Regions from separate parts of the Mus musculus genome. Here region 1 is linked to region 2. Evidence: chromatin contacts called from public Hi-C data. All regions are on one chromosome and are shown on one strand. Each heading gives the region's core, a stretch centred on a gene start, on an enhancer-like site or on the middle of the called end of the contact. The rest is flanking DNA. Distances are from core to core; before and after follow the strand shown.

Region 1 (2,795 bases), core at 263-2,762, 120 kb before region 2:
AGAGCCTCTGGCATATTGAACAAGGAAGACATTCGCCACCCATACTGCAACCTGACGTCCTAAAACTTCGATCCTCACCGTCTTTCATTCATACTTTCTTCACACTTAAAACCATCTTCAGAGCCATAGTTCAGAGTCTTTCTTCATTGTACATAGCATGCACCCATTTGTTTGTTTGTTTGTTTGTTTATCGGTTCTGTTTTCTTGGGTCATGAGCATGTAAGACAGGCACTTTACATACTTAGCCATCTTCCCAGCCCACCACCCATGCCTTTGTTTTCTGTGGCTGCCAAGGCAAACAAGCCTATACATCCTGGAAAATCAGCACTAGAATGGTCCACCTTCAAGAATTAAATCATTTGATGTATACAGGCTGAGTAGGTGGGGTTGGGGGGGGTGAGCATTCCAGACTCCCCACCAGGGGTTGCTAGACATCAGATAAGTTCTGAAGAGAAATATGTGAAAATGGTAAATGAGAACAGAAAGACAGTCAAAGAAGAGACTGTTACCCTGGCAAGGCAAGCAGCCCTTCAGCAAAAGACCTCATAATGAACCATTGTGAGCTTAGCTGCAGTGTTTGTGAATGGAATGCTTTCTGTTGAATGAATGACTGCTGTTCCATAATTCACAAAGTCTGACTCAAAACAGCCCGGGAGGTATGAGCATGTCTTCAGTGTGCACCACACACGTTTCCCCTCTTATCACCCACAGTCACTTTGGTTTACTCTGTAGCTCAGACGTTAGTAAGCCACAGCCAGGTTATAGAAGAAATCCAGTCATTTATAACCAAACCAGATAACTGGAGGACTGAGCCCTCCTGACCACTGAAGATCCCTTCAATCAGGGTTCCTTTCCGTCAGCGAAATCTCAGGGCACTCGGTCTAGAAAAGTTAATTTGCATTTTTTTTCTCCAGTTTCCTTCTTGAAGCAGGCTCATCAAATTCATAAGGAAATATGATAAAACAGCCAATGATTTCAACTTGCAAAGACAGACACACTGCTCTGAGCTGCTAGCAGTATGTGGCTGTGTCTCTTACGTTTGCAAAGTCTCATGCTGCTCGCCACTGTGCCCACAAGCCCCTCCTCGGAATTTGTCCTCTCCAAAAGCAGCAGAATTGCTGACCCTAATTCTGAGACAAGATGCACAGTACACAGTGTTCCCTAACAGTGCGCATGCAGATTCTCTTCAGGGACTAGACTTAATGTAAACAGAGATATCCAGAAGTTACATTATAGCCTCATTCTTGAGATAAACTTCTGTTTAATCGCTGATCCTTCCCGGAATAAGAAAAAAAAGATGCAAATAAATTGTTTTACTATTCTTAAACTAATACTTAATCTTCATTTTCTTCCCATGCTGGGAACTCTGTCACAAAAGAGAGAGCGGAGAGCAGAGAGGAATTTAGGAACAAAGCGAAGAAAAACACTTTTTGTCCTGGTTCCCAACCAGTCTCCCAAGCCTGGATTTAGACATGTCTTCTCAATCGCGACGCTAGAGGGAGTCAAACCCAGGAATCTGAAATGATCTCCGGGGTTGAACAGCAAGGGCGGCTGTTACACCTTTCTCTTTAAACGAATGCTCCTTAGCTCAACTGCCCCAGAAAAACGCCCAATCTGGAGTGCCGTGCCTTGCTTACTCTGAGGTTACTATTTCTAAAAATAGTTTTCTGAAAAATCTCTCTAGTGGGCTGGGAAGCACGCAAGTGGAGTGTGGGACCCGGAAGTGCACGGTTCGGCTTCGGCAGGACCCTGCAGGCTGAGGGTGGGACTACAGAGCTAGCCAAGAGCAGCAAAAGGGGTCGTGCCCTAGACTGAGAGTGTGTATTGGGGTTTAAATAGGCTATTCTCACTAGTCCTTGAGGAAGCAAAGTATTGGCTGGGGGCTGGGAGCTGGGAGCCCCAGAAGTGAACACCATGTATCAGGTGGCTGTGATTCCAAGATTGCCCCCACTGCCCCACCGCACACAAACCACACAGAGCACTACACCTCTGCGAAGGGTCCAGTAGAAGCAGCCTCTAAATGATGTCATGGCAGATGAACGAGGTTTTACACACCTCCGCTGGTCTTCCAACCATTTAGTGTTTCAAGCGAGGCATGGGAGTTAGAGAGAATGCCAGATATGGTCCAAGATGGGAGGAGACAGATAAATCCAAGTTTGGGAACTCTATCCATTTTCTCTCTTCCGTCTCTGGTCACATTTGTAATTCCTAGGAGAATATTACCACTTATTTTTGAGCCACTTTCATTTTTGTTTGTATTTGCTCTAAAAAATCCCCTTAAGACCAAAAGCAAAGAACTTCTCTAGTGTTCTGTCCCTTTGGGGTATGTGTGTATGGGGGTGGGAAGTATTTTGAGCATTCTTTTTTGGATATCCCTAACCTGTACAAAGCAGGGACCTAGCCTTGTCTCCAGCTTTCTTCTGTCACCAGCTTAATGTTCCTCAACATCTTGAAGCCTGGAGGAGGATGTGGAGGGAGGTTCAACTTTAGCATTTAAGTCTTGGGTACAGGGCAGTTACACAAAACTCAAGAAGCCCAACTCGTTGCCTGAAACACAGACTCTAGGTTAGACCCAGAGCTATTCCGTCCTCTAGCAAACCTCCCAAGAAAGATATCGGAGGACAAGCCTGGTCTATTTCCTTGATCAATTCATGAGAGAATTTGGTCCGTGTAGATTCTGGGAGAGCCCACTGTCTGAACTTTCAGAATTATTGCTAAAAATGAATGTAGCCTGAGCAAGCCTTTATGCTAGGAATGTCAGTCTTGTCTATATACATCTTCTGAGGTTTGGTACC
Region 2 (2,782 bases), core at 236-2,735:
GATTGTTTGGGGATCTAAAACTGGCATGAGACACACAAATAAGGAGTGTGATGTTGAAGAGACCACCTAGGATTGCTGCATTTATGAGAGCCTTTGGCCCTGCTGATGTTTAGCTGCATCAATCTAAGCTAGTAAAACTTCTCGCAATGCTTTGTTTTGTTCTGTTTTACAATGTTGGGAATTAAATGACCATACTTTCTAAGTTTAAATGCTGAAGAACTCTAACTTGAAACTGAGCGCTTAGTTCTTCCTCCATTCAGTTCATGTCCCACTGTGTGTCCTGGAGCGTAGGGAGGGTCCTATAAAATTCTCAGGCCTGGATCCTCTTTCACAAAACAGAAGGCTGGGCCACACTGGGACCTCAGACTGTCACCTGAAGTAGCCTCCCCATACTCTAGTTGTACAGAGACTCTGCCCTCCTGGTGGGGCTCAAAGAGCTTTCTTAGACAGCTAAGCTGCATTCCCCATTCCTCCTGTTTTGTAAGAGAAAGCGACTTCTGTGCTGTGTCTCCTGTTATCTGGTCCGTTTTAAAAATGAGTCTAGAATAGCCAAAACCTCCCTCCAGGGGAAGCCCTCATGCACTATTTTAATTGTGTGATGAATGATGCCCCACTGAACTGCCCTCATAAATCAACTGACAGTGCTTCATACTTCAGGGTAGAATACAAATTCAGAGACAGGGTGAGCATCACCTTAAAGAACAGAAAGGGGGAAGGGAGGATCAGAACGAATGGTGAGAAAAAGATGCTTGAGATTCGAACTGGCTGGGAGAGAGGGGGAGAGAGAGAGACAGAAAGACAGAGACAAAGGGGGAGAGAGACAGAGAGAGAGACAAAGACAGGGAGACAGAGACATAGAGACAGAGACAGACAGAGACAGAGGGACAGAGAGACAGAGAGAGACAGAGACATAGAAACTTCTCTTTCTCAGAGCCTGGTTATTGTTGGCAAGCCTAGATGTTCCTCTGGGAGGACCTCCCATGATGTCCAACCAGAAAAAAAGTTAAAAAGATGAGAGCATGCTGGTGTTTTCTTTTTAATTAGGGTTATTTATAGGGTTGAGAATGCTGTGTTTGTGTGTGTGCCTTCTCCTTCCCAGTGGTCACTGTCAGCTCTTTTTGTCTCCTCCTCACAGAAACAGAAACACAACCTCATAACTTCTGGTGAGAGCATCCCCAGGAAAGTCAGCAGCTCCTGCTGAGTCAGGTGGACATTGAGCTGAGTCTTAAGAAGCAAGATCCTGGGACCGTGCCCACCCCTTATGACTCAGGCGAGAATGAATAGCTGACCTCTCTTGGATGCCCCTGAGAAGGAAGTCTCTGGAGTCGGTCTAGACTGCGATCCGGGAATCTCAAGAGACGGGGCAAAGCCTACAAATGAGTCTCCCAGAAAAGCAGCAGAGTCTGGGAACCAACGGAAACACCTGTGCGCAAAACTACCCACAGCTGTCCCCTCTCGGGTCCTCCAGATTTGGAGGAAGGAAGGAGGAAGCCCTGGGGAGCTGCAGTTGACTACAGGGAGCTTAGAAGCCCAGGCTGTGTCCCAGCTCTGTTGTAGGGAAGGTCTAGTCAAGTTTCTTTTTTTCCCTCTGGAAGTCGGTCTCTTTAGCTGTAAGATGAAGTAGCATGAACCCATGACCACCAGGAGAACTCAGCGTTCTGTGACTTGAGGAGTTCTGTAAAGAGGACACTGGCTCCGCTGCTATTTCTTCCCAGCATCCTCAGGCAAGGGTTGCATTTCTCAGAAGCCCTTGGTGCAGCAGTCTCTGGAGTGGTCAAGCTTCTAAGCACAGAGAGAAAGGAAGCAATGGTGCAATGTGATTCTGCTCTGCTTACAGAAACACCAAGCAGGAGGACCCTGTAGAAAAGTATATGCTCTGGCGCATGCGCCCTGAAAGACCTCTGCCCATTAGCACGCAAGTAATGTTTTCTCTTGCCTCAAAGAATAAGAAAAGTGAAAGAACACACACACTCTCTCACACAAATTGCCACAGTAATTGGCTGATTTTAAGGGTATGATAGACAAGTTTTGATGTAGAATGGCTTCTTCCAAATGGTTTGGTTGTTGGTCACTCCCCGGTCTCTGGTAAAATATTTTGCCACCAAACTATTAGCATAAAAATCATAAAGAAAGGAATGATACCCCACATGCAAGATTCTCAGGGTTTAAATGTTCTAATAGCTCCTCTTCCATACCACAGTCTCAATCATCTGTCCATTTAACAGCCTCTATATGTCGCATGGGCAGTGGTGGTAAGGTAAAACAATGGCAGATGGTCAGAGATGAAAGTATCTTCAGAAATTCTGGAAAGGTGGAAAAGAAGGAGGGATAAGGGAACGTTCCACAGGGAAAAAAATGCCCCACTTGGAATAGATTGGCCAAGTAATCTTGTGCCCAGTGGAGAACCTCACACCAAGTGACCCTTGTCAGCAGTCCTTGCTTCCTTTGCAGCTCTCACCAGGTGTCTCTTTTGTGGTTCTCCCAGTACCTCTGAGCCAGCACACCCTCCATCCTGTTTCTGAGCAATAACGTTATAAAGCAGACCGCATATGTAGTGTGCATACTGATCTCACTGCTGTGCCAACTACAGGCAGAATGTCACTGTGCTTCCTTCGAGCTTTTCAGAAGAGGATGTAACAGTGGCGGACCAAGCGACCAGCAGTTGAGTGTTCTGGTGTAATAAATGAGACTGAGAAGAAGTTGAAGAAGGCTAAGAAGAAGCTTAGTGTCCTCATGTGAGCTATATATACATCCTTATGTGAGGTAAGGATAACCCCCTGGA

Evidence for each region. Hi-C and Micro-C count contacts between places; a contact is called where the count stands out from the background.
Region 1: a Hi-C map of uterus shows a contact between it and region 2, with 3 times the contacts expected there. The contact joins two enhancer-like sites. A contact is called at or near these places in 20 of 484 Hi-C or Micro-C datasets (the 3T3-L1 cell line, CD4 T cells, CD8 T cells and 7 more) and 3 of 115 datasets of contacts at active chromatin or transcription factors (cardiomyocytes, double positive thymocytes and large pre-B cells).

Annotation. Positions count from the first base shown.
Region 1 is chr9:32,939,453-32,942,247 of GRCm38.p6, reverse strand. No RefSeq gene overlaps it. Among named protein-coding and RNA genes, the nearest start is that of Gm27162, 12 kb to the right of the region's middle. Within about 2 kb of position 1,512, at least 264 of the 459 cell types and tissues checked have an H3K27ac peak or open chromatin away from gene starts, as enhancers often do. A contact at or near this core is called in CD8 T cells, double positive thymocytes and uterus, where this site is marked.
Region 2 is chr9:32,815,439-32,818,220 of GRCm38.p6, reverse strand. All of the region lies in intron 2 of Gm3331 (a long non-coding RNA gene), which reads right to left. Among named protein-coding and RNA genes, the nearest start is that of Gm3331, 34 kb to the right of the region's middle. Within about 2 kb of position 1,485, at least 48 of the 459 cell types and tissues checked have an H3K27ac peak or open chromatin away from gene starts, as enhancers often do. A contact at or near this core is called in CD8 T cells, double positive thymocytes and uterus, where this site is marked.